3 separate regions of the Mus musculus genome follow, and regions 2 and 3 are each linked to region 1. Evidence: chromatin contacts called from public ChIA-PET and HiChIP or PLAC-seq data. All regions are on one chromosome and are shown on one strand. The core of a region is the stretch at or near the end of the contact, and the rest is flanking DNA. Distances in the headings are between cores, read along the strand shown. Region 1 has its middle 100 kb from the start of D030024E09Rik. Region 2 overlaps Pvt1 (Pvt1 oncogene). Region 3 has its middle 54 kb from the start of Gm24696.

Region 1 (4,828 bases), core at 891-3,390:
AAGGGTGTTGTTTCCCTAATTTCTTTCTCAGCCTTTTTATTCTTTGGATAGAGAAAGATCATTGACTTGTTTGAGTTAATTTTTTATCTAGCTATTTCATTGAAGCTGTTTATCAGGCTTAGGAGTTCTCTGGTGGAATTTTTGGGGTCACTTATATATACTATCATACCATCTGCAAAAAGTGATATTTTGACTTCTTCCTTTCCAATTTGTATCCCCTCATCTCCTTTTGTTTTCGAATTGCTCTGGCTAGGACTTCAAGTACAATGTTGAATAGGTAGGGAGAAAGTGGGCAGCCTTATCTAGTCCCTGATTTTAGTGGGATTGCTTCCAGCTTTTCACCATTTACCAACATCTGACCTTTTTTCTACCTTGCTTCACTCAAAATATGGACCAGGATACAAGGCAGTTCAGTCCAATGAATGGCTTCATTCAAGGCATGTCTTTTTCTCTGTATTTTTAATAGAATAGAATCACATAATTTCCCCATTCCTTTTAATGTGCAGTCTAGCCCAGCCTCCCATGTTCCAGTAGAGGAGGCTGATGACTAGAAAGGTGCCATGGCTTCTACTCAGCATCTTTACCTACAGGATGAGATGTTGGTTATAGAATGCTTAGGGGCTCTCCCAGCTCTCATACTTCAAGCTCTTCAATAAGAGCAAACACAAGAAAACTAAGTTCACAAATTCTAAGACACTCTTGTTTGCTCTTTTCTCATCACCTCCATCTAAGCCAATAACAACTCCTATTTATTTTGTTCCAAAGTACAATTCATTCTGTCCTCCTCTTTCCTATAGCTAGATTTCCTTCTGTGTATAAGATACCCCATCTTCAAATGAACAGTGAAAATGGATCCTAACTTGTTCCCAACTGTCAGTCTATCCCTCCTACTACTCACATGACTGTGGCAACCTAAATTGGATGGTCTGATTAGAATTTTAACCACTGCAAAACTTCTTTGCAAACTCCCATCAGCAAGTTTCTGTAGAACTTTCCTTGACCTGCCCAATCCCCATCGTCTTCCTCGAGTCTTCTTTTTGATGACACATGAGGGTATCTGAAAGAGGGAGGGATTAAGAAACTCAGAGACTGAAGGATAAAGCCAAGTCTTCAAGATCTGAATGAAAGGAAAGCTCCTGGCTGAGGGACCCAGAGGAGAAACTGTTTAGAGGTGATATCTTGGTAGCCTAGTGTTGCATAACATATTACATAAGACATGTATTGTGTTGAGGTTTCTTCCATACCCCTATGCTAACACTCAGCAGGTTCCCCATATACCACACCCCATACCCCTACTGTAACACTCAGCAGGTTCAAGCCTCTCTAGTGCTGCCTCTGTGCCTTTGTATGCATAGCAACCGCTAGCCTTTTGAAGCTCCTAGGAATTTAAACTCTAGAAACTCTTCTCCTTCAAGCTAACACCTTTCAGGAATCCTCAACTCAGAACCTAGTGACTTGCTTCTCACGAACAGAGCATGCCATGCACAGGTGATGGAATATCACACACAAAGTCAGGATATAAAAGACAGTAGCCCCCATTGTGGTGACTTACTCCTTTTGCTTTCTTTCTTGCTCTGATGAAGGAAACATCCATGCTACAAGCTGCCACTTGCTCAGAGCAAAAACTATACTGGTAAGGACATATATGCCTATCCCCCAGTTTAACCTAAAGAAGGTAAATTTTGCCGCCAAGAGTATGAACAAGCTCAAAGCCATACCATCTTTCCATCCCAAAGCCATTTCAGCCACTAAGTGGCAAGAGCCCAGCCAATGTCTTCATTTCAGCTTCAAAGAAACCCTGATCCAGAGCTTCCAGCTAAGTCATGCTGGCATTTCTGACACCAAGAAACTGCAACACAATAAATGCCTTAAAATAATGTGCTATCCAATAATAGACTACCAAGACACTACCTCCAAACATTTTTCTCTTCTTGGTCCCTTAGCCAGGAGCTCTCTGCATTCAAATCTGGAAGAACTGGTTCCATCCTCCAGTCTCACAGTTTCTGAATCCCTCCCTTTCTCAGAGACCCTCCCCTGCCCAACACCATTCCTAACCCATCACTCTGCTATATTAGCTTAATCCTTTTTCAATCAATGGGGAACTTTCTCCCATCATATATGCAGAGGCTGCATAAGAAACTTTCCCTGACAAGTTCATACCTATGATGTTCAGAACCAAAATTAGAGCATGACACGTAAGACCCTGTCAATAACCACGTGTTATACAAATAAGCAACAAATTATATTTGAAAGTAATTGCAAAGGAGAGATCGAAGAATGCAAAGATTAAACATGATGCTTTGTAAAGCTTACGAAAGACACCAGGATTTGTTCACTTGACTCATCCCATCTATCAGAGAAGATTGAATTTTGAAGTGACCCCAGGGTTGTTTGTTCCTTTCGAAGATCACCTTAAGACTTCGTAATTTCTTTGCTTGAGTTTCCTGCAGATTTCAGCTGAATTTTAAGGCGACAAAAACCCACATCCTCTTCCTTCTGGTTTCCTCCCCCTCTTTTTTCCTCCTGTATAAATCCACCACCCAGTTTAATGCACTCCCCTCCCATGTGAAGAATATTCAAGAAGTTGTCAAAGTTACAAAACTTTTAAGGCAACATAATTACATTTATGTGTCCAACACTCAAAAAAAGACCAAGCTCTTCAGAAATCCATGTGTTTTCTTGTAATTATGGAGAAATTTCTAGGCTTAGAGTAGACTGCCAACTTGTGAAAACATATTCTTTTACAAGGCTGGTTTCTTCTTTCCTGTTTTCATTTAGTCTGTAGCTTAAGGCAGTCGACTGAACTATATTCCCAGACTACAACTGCAAACAGAAAGTACAGAATTATCTCCTTTAAAAGGAAAAAATCTGAGGAATTCATGTTTGCTCTCTTCTTGATCTTAACATAGAAATGAGAGAAAACATTAGTTCAACACCAAAATGATGGAAAGAGGGAGAAATTATCAAAATGGTTCAACACCTTTCCATGGTCATTTTTCAGGTAACATTTGTTAAAATTATACAAAATATTATCAAGCACACTTATCATATAATACCAACATTAACATAAAACTCCTTTGGATTTAGATGTGCAACAAAAGAATAATATTTAAATATTATTACTTACTTGAAGCACTAAGGAAAATACTTCTGATAAGAGTAAATGAGATTCATTCAAGTAGATGATAGGATTTCAAGCCTACTTTTATTGTTGACATTTTCTAACAAGAACTTTGTCTTTGCTAACTCTTTTTCTGTCCTTTGTACTGCAGGCTCTTCTTTCCTCTCTATTATCCTCCAAAGGAAAGGTCATTCATGCCAACTATATTTCTATAAGGTGTGATCAGAATAGTTAGTAAGGAATTGCTGAAACGTGAAGGTAGTGAACATTTAAGTGAGTTTCTTTCTTGCTTAGTATAGTTTCCAATCCCTCTCTGTTACTGTGAGTCTATGTCATGAGCAAAGAAGAGAGGGAATTAAAAAGAATGTAACAAAAAGATTAGAGGAGAGGAATAAAGGTTATATGTGAGATATGATATGATGGAGATATGACTGGTCTGGGATAAATAGAAATTTTAGAAATTCATGTGTAGGGGTGGAGAGATGGCGAAATGTTTAAGAGCACTTGATGTTCTTTCAGAAGAGTGGGGTTTGCTCTCCAGCTCCCACCTAGGATTGCAAATAGCTATAATTACAGTTTCAGAAGATCCCTAGTTCTCTTCTGAATTACAATGGTCCATATACACACACAAACATAATGTGTACATGTGCACATATGCCACATATACAATCAATCAATCAATCAATCAATCAATCTTGTGATGTATATTTGTAATATTTTAAATACCCTAATAATGAGAAGAAATGTTAAGAAAAATATCACAATTGGTTTTGAATAGAATTACACTTAACAATTTTTGAAGATTATGTCTAAAGCTCTCATATTCCCTAATAATTATATGTTTCCAATGAAGTAGAGAGCCTTTACCATAATAGCAGTCAAGACTAGACTGCAGAGATCCCTGGATTATAATAATGGCATCAAAGAAGGGACTAAGACATGAGACTATTCTACCCATCGAAACCCGAGCACTAATTATTTCTCCACAATGAGAGTATGGCTCATTTATATTTTGTTGTTTATATTTGTCTGGATTTTCCCATGAAATTTTTTACACAAAAATTACATTGCTTAAAAATATATATGTTTCAATGGGAAAAAAATATTTCAACAAGTATACTGGAATCTAGTCCTTCAATTACAGCTGAAAAAAGTATGTGCAATAGTAAGAAAAAGAAGACAAAGGGGAGGGCTCTGTGAGTGTATGAGGTAGAGGAGGGTGAATACTTGAATCCCCTCCCACTGAGTCCTTGGCCATGTTCACAAGTTATGTGGGAAAACTATTTCATGATAAAACACTCCAGTCAGTTTCTTTTCCTAGTCCCTACCATACAGAATTTTGTAGAAGTTAGACTCCAGAGAAACAAATAACCCTATTAAAAAATGGGGTACAGGGCTAAACAAACAAATCTCAACTGAGGAATACCGAATAGTTGAGAAGCACCTAAAAATGTTCAACATTCTTAGTCATTACGGAAATGTAAATCAAAACAACCCTGAGATTCCATCACACACCAGTCAGAATGGCTAAAATCAAAACCTCAGGTGGCAGCAGATGCTGGCAAGGATGTGGAGAAAGAGGAACACTCCTCCATTGCTGGTGGGATTGCAAGCTGGGACACCCATGATAAAAATCAGTTTGGCTGTTCCTCAGAAAATTGTACATAGTACAACTGGAAGATCCAGCAATACCACTCCTGGGTATAT
Region 2 (4,828 bases), core at 1,194-3,693, 500 kb after region 1:
GGTTCTTTGAACTGTCCCCCCTGACTGCCACCTCTGGCCCTGGCATTTGGCTAGTGAGGTGCTCCCAGCTCAGGGATATGCTATAATAATAAGCTAAAGGCAGCAATGGATTCTGGAACACCCTTCTCGTTTAGCTCTGTGTATCACCTGTTTCCTAATTGCCTCAAGCAAACATCACCCTCTCTCACTGTCCTCACCGACCGTTGTCTGCACAAGCCCCAAGCTCTTCTCATTTCCCTTTCTCGATAGCCCATGTATCTCAAGTATTATCCTCAGAAAGGAGGTCAGTTGGACTCTAGGATCTTAACTAAAGGAGGTCCTCCAAGTGTCCGTACCTTTTCAATGGGGAGACTGAAGCTAGGGTCTGGATTTTTCCCAAGGCTGGTTCTGCTTCTCCTATGGCTATCTTCTCAGAATGAAGAAGCTCCTGGTTGCCTCCGAGGCTCTTTCTACTTCACGACCATGGAAGCCAAGGCACCCAAAGCAACTGTGGACTGCTCAAGGGGTGGCTAATTTGGGAAATCTCACATCAGTTCTGAAGCTCGGGTTGCCAGCTGTCATCTCCTTGATTCCAGGAGCTTGAGAGTTTCTCATCACTATAGGAATGAGGATTTAGACCATAGTGATGTGTTGGTGGCCTTCTGTGACCTCTCCACAGGGACCGCAGGAACACCATGGTTCACTGATCTAGTAATGAAGGCTATGGCTGTGGAATTCTTCCACACTTTGCATTTTTGGACTGTCGTGTGAAGCATGTGTCCTGTTCATTGGATAGCAAAGTAAAGGCCTGGTTTATTAACCCAGTGTCCTTGTACATCTTCCTCGCTCCTTCTTTCAAATCATGTAAATCACACATGCCTCCTCCAGGAAGTTTTTCAGGAGTTCTTTAGTTGTTATCTTTGCCATTAAATCCTACACATTATACAACCAAAGGTTCACCAAGCTTTGCACACTGAGTGTCAAATCACTGTGGTTGGTCGTTTATGCTATAGCAGGTTCAGCTGACTTCCTTGTTCAACAAATATATGATTACATTACATTCTGTCCATCCAATCATCATCTAATCACATGAGGAACGTTTTGCTTATGCTATTTCATGAATAGTGTGCTGGGGGAACAAAGATAGACCATGTATGACTCTAATGGCCTAGGACTTAGGCACACACTGCAACAAACATGAAGATCTGAACCTTTTTCATAGCTCCTGCTCATTAGTCATAGTTGTGAGCCTTGAATCCCATACTCTTGTCGATGCATTGTTTCCTCATCTATAGGGATGTTACCTGCCTTACTAGAGCTTTTATGTGATAACACAGAGCCTTGAGAATCCATCATTAAAAACAAAACAAAACAAAAACCCAAATAAACAAAGTAAAAAAACAAACAAAACAAAACAAAAACAAATAAAAAACTACCCTCGTTGGCCTGTAACTTTCCATCTAACCCAGGCTAGCCTGAATTACTAATCGTCATATCTCAGTTGCCTGAATGCTGGGGTTACAGGCCTGGGCCACCACAGATGGGTCATGAGATCCTGCATCTTACATGCTGAATTTTTCTCTGAGGCAGGTATCAGTGTGTAGGTTAATAAGCAGGATGCTTACTCTGGAGTACATTGGGATCAACAATTGTGAAACGCATGGAAGGAATCAGGATTGGAAGGAGCCATCAAGCTGTGAAGGTGTCTGAGCATAGCATAGCCTCAGAGAGAGCTCTGCATAGACCACACTAGAATGCTCTTTGAGAACTGTCCTGAATTGTGGTGGCATGACGGTTGATCAGTGACAATGTAGCTTTGCCTGGAAGGATACTTGAGTCTGACCCTGTTCAGCTAAAGTTGTCTCCAAAGAAGCTGGCAGCTGAGTGTCAGTTGGTTGTACCAAGCAACTGTTTTTAATGATGGATGCATGGTACCTAGCACAAAATAAGCAATCAGTATTTAGGGAATGTTTTCACCCAAGCACTATTCATTCAGCAAGTGGTTACTATTTGGACAATGTTCTACTACTGAGCTCCTTATACGAGTCGTGCACCATGGCTACAAATAGGAAGTTTATAATATGAGGTAGGTTCAACACTGGCTTCCTGGAAGAGTAGACCTGGAGATGTGACTTCCTGGATCATGGGCCCTGGGACTCGGTATTTCCTTGTCTTTCTAGAAGATCATTTCTTGAGATGAGGTGCGAGGTGTCTCAGGGGTGGGACTCTCCATCACGGCCCACCTGATGGTGCACCTGTGCACCACGGGAAACTCCCTGCTAAACTTACATTAACTGTTTGAATTCCCAGTAGCTTGGAACTTCCCCAGGGGTCCCATTGGCTCTGTGACTTTCCATCACTTAAGTAATTGGAGGATGGAGCCGAATGGAAATAATCTATACGCTTTCTTCTGTGAGTCACCAAAAACTACAGCCCAGAGTGTGTGTAACTGCTTGACTTACTTTTCCTGTATGCAAATGAGCTGTCATTACAGTTCAGTAAGTAGAGACTCTACAGAGTGAACATGAGACCATTATAGTTTCTATTTGAAAAAGACAGAGATAGCTTGGTACAACTGTCTGCCTTGGCAAGAGCCCTTGGTAGAAAGTGCTTTTGGGTTGGGACCTTACAACTCTTTGGGAAGTGTTTGTTGGTACACTCTGGCCCCATTTTCCAGCTCTTGCCTTGACCAAGACATAGCAGGAAGTAGATGATCTCTAGTGTGGGGTAGGTTGTTTTTATCTCCACAAGTCACCCAGGTGATCAGAGAAGCTTTCCGGAAAGCAATGGCTTTGATGTTCTGGGTGACAAGCTGTGAGTGTGCGGCAGGAAAGGAGGGTTTTGAGGTTGGAGAAATGAAACTACTTTGGGTGGTGACTTCATCACTTGACACCCCTATGGTAGGAAGGTTCTTATAAAAGAAAGGTGAATGCAAGGGTAGGTATGAAAAGGAAAGTTTGAGGTGGACAACAGTGAGATGACGGGCTTCTCATGGTTCAGGGAAATCTACCGGCACCATCGACCTTCTAGGACCCTTCTTCCTCCCACACTTCACCGAATCCTCAGTTTCACCAGTGACCATGTTTACACCTGTTATCTGCTCCATTCTTCGCACATGATGTTACCCTGACCCCATGTGTGCCTACTGCTCAGGGAGCTTGGCTTAGAAACCAGAGTTCTTGGGACAAATAGCCTTTCTCCATAGAATCATAGTGGCCCTCACTGACCTGAGAGCATCCCGTCTTCCAGTTCCCAGTTTGTAGAAGCTATACCTTCCCCTACCCCTCCGAGCTTCTCCTCTGTGGAGCCCCAATGTTCTGTTCATGGCTCTTCTGAGCCTTGGCTTCTTAAGCCCTAACTGGGACTGATAGCAGTCCCTGCCATTCTCTTTAGGTCACCGCTGTGCAGAGGAAAGGCTTCACACACTGCCTGAGTTGCATTTCTTGAGGGTGTTTTTCCTCGATGGCTTTTTTTTTTTTTTTTTAGCTGTGCTGGGGAGTCAAGGATATATGACCTCACCAATTAGTGATCAAATCTTTGACACCCTTAGGTGTTACCCAGGATACTAGTTTAGCCATTTGGAACCAGGTGTGTCTAACCTGTGGCCAATAGGCCACTTGAGTCTTACGATAGCTGTTAATGCAGTTCACTACTTTCATAGATGACACTATCATATCGCAATAGCAAAAGGTTGGACAGCTCTGTAAGATTTAGCCCATCTATCTTCTGAAAACAGGAATATGTGCAAGGAATGAGTGACTGCTGTGTGCCAGGGAAGAAACATGATGCTGCGTGGGACTGATTACTGCTTCGTGCTCAGTGCTGGCTCACACAGTAATGTGTTCATTTCTTTGGTGTTTTGTTGTTGTTGTTGTTATTGGTTTTTATTTGCTTGTTTTTGTTTTTTGTTTTTGTTTTGTCCCTCTTTTGTATTTAAAACAAAGCAAACATCTTGGTCTATTTATTTCTTTTCAAGCCCCTTTTCAGTAAGTGTCTAAGTCTCCAAGTGCTTGAGGCTTAGTAACTTATAAAGCAAAGATGCTTGTTTAGGTTTGTGTTTCTGGGCTTTGGGAAGTTAGTTCATGGTTGGGCAACTGCATCTGCCTTACAATATGGCAGAAGTCGGAAGGCGGAGAGGGTGCAGTGGGAAGAGATAGTAGAGTGAGAACAGCCTTGCTTGTAACTACCAAGCACTGGGATAGCAAACACTCACCATGGTAAGAATTAACCCAGTTCTCTAAGAAAGCTCCTTACTAAGCAGGAGGATCAATGAGTGACAGCAGTTAGACACTGAGAATAACAAAATGCTTATCAAGCCCCTACTGTGAGCTGGGGCTGTATTGTGTTGACTTCCTCAGCATCCAAGAAGGTAACCACGGCTGCTATCTATCTTTGAATACAAGTCAGGGTCAGAGAACCGAAGAGATACTTGCTACTTACTGGGACTCTCATTTTGACCCCTGGCAGCCAGTGTCCTGAGATTGTCCCTGATGCTTTCATGCTTAGCCTTGATGGATTTCATAGAATTCAGCAAGGATGGGAGCCAGGTTGGGCCAACCCTCCTGGAACCATCCAGCTGTATCTGTATTCGATCTTTTTCAGGGCCTTCTTTGGGGAGAGCAAATACCCTCTGACATCACACCTGTGCTCAGAAACGTCTTGGTTGAACAGCCAGGTATTTGGCTTTCCTCAGCTGCTACAGGTGCCCCAGTCTACCGGCCCGATCTATTTGCAGTGGTCAGATGGTGTTTGGATGGATTCCTGAGAAATCCATCCATGGTCACTTATTTTCTAGCAGGCTCATTGTTTCCTGCTCAGTGTGTAAGATCTGCTACCCATGGCTGACTGA
Region 3 (4,828 bases), core at 1,016-3,515, 260 kb before region 1:
GAACAGCTGAGGCTTGGTACTATGAGAGGCCAAGGAAGGCTATTGGTGAAGGTGCAGCCTCAGTTGCAATTGATGGCCCAGGACTGAAGGAGTCATGCAAAGGAGTTGAGGCTTGGCACCATGAAGAGAGCCTATGAGAGGCTATTAGTAAAGCCTAGTTGCAGCAGAAGACAACAGTGTTTTGGAGATGCTAGTGCCATGAGATGACCACCAAAAACAGCAGCAACAGTGGAATACAGGCATTGGAAGCCTAGGAGACAAGGTGTGTGCTACAAAGGGCAGAGCTGAAGAAGTGATCCAAGCCCTTGGAGGAATCCAGAAGATCGTGAGTGGATCCCAGACATTGCACAGTTGGAGTTTGATTTTGCTTTTGATTGTGACTGTGCCCTGATGCTTTTCCCTCTCGAAGGAAGAAAGTATTTTAGTGTAGCCCACCGTTAAGATACTTTGAATTTTTAAAAGACTCTGAATTTTAAAAGATATTAGGAATTTAAAGGGATGGAACTTTTAGTATGTACAGACTGTGGGACTTTTAAAGTTATTTAGATATTACTGCCAGCAGCCTAGCCAAATATATCTTCTTACTTGGAAAAGCATCATAGAGAACTACTCAACATTGCTTCTCCCTCATAACTTTTGTTTCCTGAATTCTGGTCCCTATAAGCTAGGCAGTGTGAACCTATCTGAACTCACCTTTTCTTTTCATTCCAGTAATTTGCCTTCCTTTTGGCTTCTTAAACAGTCAAAGACACTCTGACCTTAAGGTCTTCATCATTGTGATTCGTTCTTAGAATGCTCTTTTTCCAGATGCCCACATATTTCTTTATTGTATCATTTAGGCCTTGGCTCAAATGCCAGACATCCCTGATCATGTTATCAAATGGTTTAGCACCACACTATTCTTTTTCCAATTATTTTTCTTTAATTTTCCCCCATACATCCTTGCATTTGACAGAAAATTTACTTAAGAAATATTTGATACTTGTGAGTAAAAGATTATCAACTCTTAGAAATCTATAGATTTATAAACAAGTGTTCTTCAACATTGTGTTCCTTCTGAAAACTGGAATCTAATTTATAAAAGATAGTGTAAGGTATTCAAACATTTTAAATTACAGAATTACTAGAAGAATGAATGAATTCAGGATTGGGTCACACACTGGCCACCGGGGAGAGGTTTTAAATGGTACAGTGAAAAAACTCTGCAAATATGAGACAAGGTTATTTGCTACCTAGGGCAGTCATCTTGGAAAAAAAGAGGTTAACACTCCAGTTTTGAGTAGTCTAAGAGTTGATTCAGTGAAGGAGGATCTGAAAGTTTCAAGAGACCTTTCCTGAGTTTAAAAGATAGACCTTTAGGACATGTCAGGTATACCTCATTCCCGAATGTTTGAGCTTCTGATTTTTATCATGCTTCTCTTGATAATCAGCTTTAGACAGTGTTTAGTGCACTCAAGTAGCTCCATGCAGCTCCTGAAGGGCAGTCTTCTCTGGAAACAGCCATGTCCATTGTATACATGGACGTTTCCAAGTTGGGTTTGGTTTTATCAGAAGATTTGACTGAAGTAGTCAAGGGAAGTAGTCAAGGTTTCTGTTGGTGCCTGGAGGAACTGTATTAGTCTATTACAGAGTGTTTATGTACCTCAGGATGTTTTATTATGACTTTGGTTCAACTTCGATGTCCCATTTTGCTGATCCACCTGAAATACAAATGGTAAACAACTGCTTCAACTCTGGATGCTGCCTCACCTCCAACTCTGCAAGAAGCTGATCCATAATGATGTGAGTGAAGCATTAGGTTCCAAGAGACTGAACCTGAGATGGATTGATGTTAAGCTGGAAAATAAATGGAGGATAGAGGGGATATCGTTCAAATGTCAGAGAACATTTAAAAAAAAAAAAAAAGGTGCGTCTGCTTTGTATGCAAGAAAAGCAGATGAAAAGAAAAAGAGGCCCCGTGTTTCCAGCCCAAGATCCAGCACTGATAGATTGTGGCATTTTTGAGAAATCACTTAAGACTTCTGATTCTTTTTTGTTCAAAATGTATTATTATTTCTATATTATTCTTAAAATTCAACTAAGAGTTTAACAACCGAAACATCTATCTTAGTGTTTCAAGAAGTACATGGCCTACACATTTGTTAATACAACCTTCTCATTAATCCCATGGAAAGCAAAATATTATTCTGATTTGAAACAAAAACTCTTATGTGCAGAAGCCTCTTCAGTTCACACACCTGGGGAAGTGTCTGTGGTATTGTGGTGGCCTACCTACTCAACGTTCTCCTTTAGAGTTCTCTGACACAGGGGCCATGCTCCAGGGAGCATGGTCTGTGTGGAAAATAAGTCAACGTTCTATAAATACCTAAAGGCACCAAAATATCTTTCAATGTGGGACTCTAGTAAGAAATGCAGATTGCAGCAATGACTCCCACTACACTTTTGTGGCTCCATATGAACATAGAACAATAATTTAAAAAGGAAAAAAAACAGTGTCTATATTTCCTTGAACTGTGTTGCTGCTATTAAGTCAGTAAAGCAGGTGAAGTCACAGGGCCTCTTTAATAGACTGGAAGGCCTCATCAATCCTATTCCCCAATTTTATCATCAAACTACAGAAGGTAAATGGAAAGAGTAGAGAAGATATTACACACAAATGCAGAAAACTCACTTCTCTATAGATATGGATGTTTACTAAAAAATAATGGAGACTAGAGGGAAAAGAATGGGTCATCTCCTCTAATGCTCAGCCTGAATACTCAGCTGGGCAGGACCAAGGAAAGGGTTACGATGGTGAAGAATTCAAAAAATCATGGATTCTCAGATTCATGTAAAGACAGGATGAGTTAACATTGCTGGGAAACTTTAACTCATGTGAATCACTCTTGTCTTCATTCTGGCAATTTAGTCCCTGTTCTAAAGTCAAACAAATTAGGTTAGCAAGTTCTTCCTGTTGTAGGTCCAGGTAGGAGAGAAGTAGGTACTTGCATCTCTCTCTAGCCCAAGTGATGAATCTGCCTATTGTCTTCCATGAACCATTTCTCTATACTCAGGCTTCTCAAACTTTTCTATGTATGTCAGAATGATCTCGGGATCTTTTAAAATCATATCCTGATGCATTAGTCAAGAGATACCCCCAGCATTTAGAATTTCTAACAGGCTCCCAGATGCTATTGCTGTGGATTGATCCATTTAGCATAATGAACAATGGGGCCTAGGAATAATGGTCTCCATGTTCAAATGTGATGGCATAATAATGAACTCAGTTCTGCAGTCCATCCAGTACATGTTAAGGGCAAGAGAATTCTTCATAGAGCATAAAAACTGTAGAGGTCATTTGAAATACAAACACAAAATCCTAAAGATGAGAAACAATCATAGTCCTCTGGGTTTTCATAGACATATTGGAAGGATCTAAGACTTCAGAACTAGAAGTAGTGTCTTATTCCAAGAAAGTTCTATTCCAAGTTCTTTTCCTTCTATCTCCAACAATTCTATCCTTCAAGAATTTCTTATCATCTCATAATGGACTCAGAAAGCAAATCTAATATTTGAGTCATCTCTGCTATGGATGCATCATCTCTGCTTATGTATGTGTGAGTTTCACTGAGTAATTTACACATACAAAATGAAAGTTACAAAGACAGGAATGTATATAATATGAGTTCTAATGAATTTAATCTTGATTTTTAGTTTGTTCCAGAATGCTTAGTATCTTTTTCAAAATCGTGAAATTAAAAATACAAATATTTATTATCTGATGACTATGTTAATGCTAGATTAAAGTTTAAATGGAAAATGTTATTTATCAATAAGAGTATCATCACCTGAGAATAATTTTCTACTTCCGTTTGTGCAGGATGCTGAAGTTTTCTGAAGTTTCTCATCTTTGCTCCATGAGTGTGTTACCTTCATGTTCCTCTCACGATTTTTTTCTGTCGTTTCCTTTCTGTTGATCTGATCAAACATTCTGATCAAAATCAGTCTGGGGAAAGAAAGGAAGCATTAAAACTTACACATTATGGTTCATCATTGAAGGATGTCAGGACAAGAATTCAAGCAGACACATAAAGCAGACACCATGAACGAATGCTGCTTGCTAACTCACAGGTTCCTTCTTAGCTAGCTTTCATCACAAGTCCATCTGCCTAGGGAATATTGCTGTCCATAGTGGGCTGGGTCCTCCTACATTAATTAACAAGCATGACAATCCCTCAAAGAAATGCTCACAGGTTAATCTTTTTTGAGTAATTTCTCAAGTGAGACCCCTTTCTCAGGAAATTTGACACTGCGTACAAATGACAGTTAAAGCTAATTAGTGGCTGAGGAAAGTGATGTGCATTCATAGGCAGTCACTAACAAAAATGTTGGTAAGAATTCTAATGAATCCTCATAGAGGCTGAGACGATGTCTCATGCACTTTAGAAATGGAGCTTTGTCCCCCACTTCCAAAAATACACTTACAGTCTGATGTATGTCTATACAATATTTCCTCTGTCGTCGGTGATATTAACTGAAGATGAAATTTACTGACATTCCTTTTCTCAACATAGTGTCTACATACAGAAGAGACAAAAAGCCGTTACCAAGAATAGACAAAAATCTGTTAGCACTCTTTGAGTAAAGAACATGTTTTGAGAAGAATTTTTAAGTTTTATTTTGGTTTTTGTTTTGGTTTGGTTTTTGGTTTTTTTTTTTTTTTTTTTGGTAGTAAAGTTGTTGTGTCAAAGATTTAGGTGACATTGAGTTCAAACTCATTTTGGTAGAAGATGACTTAACATAACAATCAGGTCACACCTAGCTAATGATCTCACATTTAGCCCTTGAA

Evidence for each region. ChIA-PET counts read pairs in DNA pulled down with a chosen protein or histone mark. HiChIP or PLAC-seq counts read pairs in DNA pulled down with a chosen protein or histone mark.
Region 2: an RNA polymerase II ChIA-PET map of memory CD8 T cells shows a contact between it and region 1, with 13 read pairs. The contact joins two enhancer-like sites. A contact is called at or near these places in 1 of 484 Hi-C or Micro-C datasets (CD4 T cells) and 1 of 115 datasets of contacts at active chromatin or transcription factors (memory CD8 T cells).
Region 3: a contact with region 1 is called in an H3K27ac HiChIP or PLAC-seq map of regulatory T cells, with 3 times the contacts expected there. The contact joins two enhancer-like sites. A contact is called at or near these places in 4 of 484 Hi-C or Micro-C datasets (CD4 T cells, Th2 cells and epidermal suprabasal cells) and 3 of 115 datasets of contacts at active chromatin or transcription factors (CD8 T cells, memory CD8 T cells and regulatory T cells).

The regions. Positions count from the first base shown.
Region 1 is chr15:61,668,326-61,673,153 of GRCm38.p6, forward strand. No RefSeq gene overlaps it. Among named protein-coding and RNA genes, the nearest start is that of D030024E09Rik, 100 kb to the right of the region's middle. Within about 2 kb of position 2,141, at least 13 of the 459 cell types and tissues checked have an H3K27ac peak or open chromatin away from gene starts, as enhancers often do. A contact at or near this core is called in CD8 T cells, Th2 cells, memory CD8 T cells and 1 more, where this site is marked.
Region 2 is chr15:62,167,043-62,171,870 of GRCm38.p6, forward strand. The region is part of intron 1 of Pvt1 (Pvt1 oncogene); the gene reads left to right. Among named protein-coding and RNA genes, the nearest start is that of Pvt1, 130 kb to the left of the region's middle. Within about 2 kb of position 2,444, at least 65 of the 459 cell types and tissues checked have an H3K27ac peak or open chromatin away from gene starts, as enhancers often do. A contact at or near this core is called in memory CD8 T cells, where this site is marked.
Region 3 is chr15:61,409,701-61,414,528 of GRCm38.p6, forward strand. No RefSeq gene overlaps it. Among named protein-coding and RNA genes, the nearest start is that of Gm24696, 54 kb to the left of the region's middle. Within about 2 kb of position 2,266, at least 12 of the 459 cell types and tissues checked have an H3K27ac peak or open chromatin away from gene starts, as enhancers often do. A contact at or near this core is called in CD8 T cells, Th2 cells, memory CD8 T cells and 1 more, where this site is marked.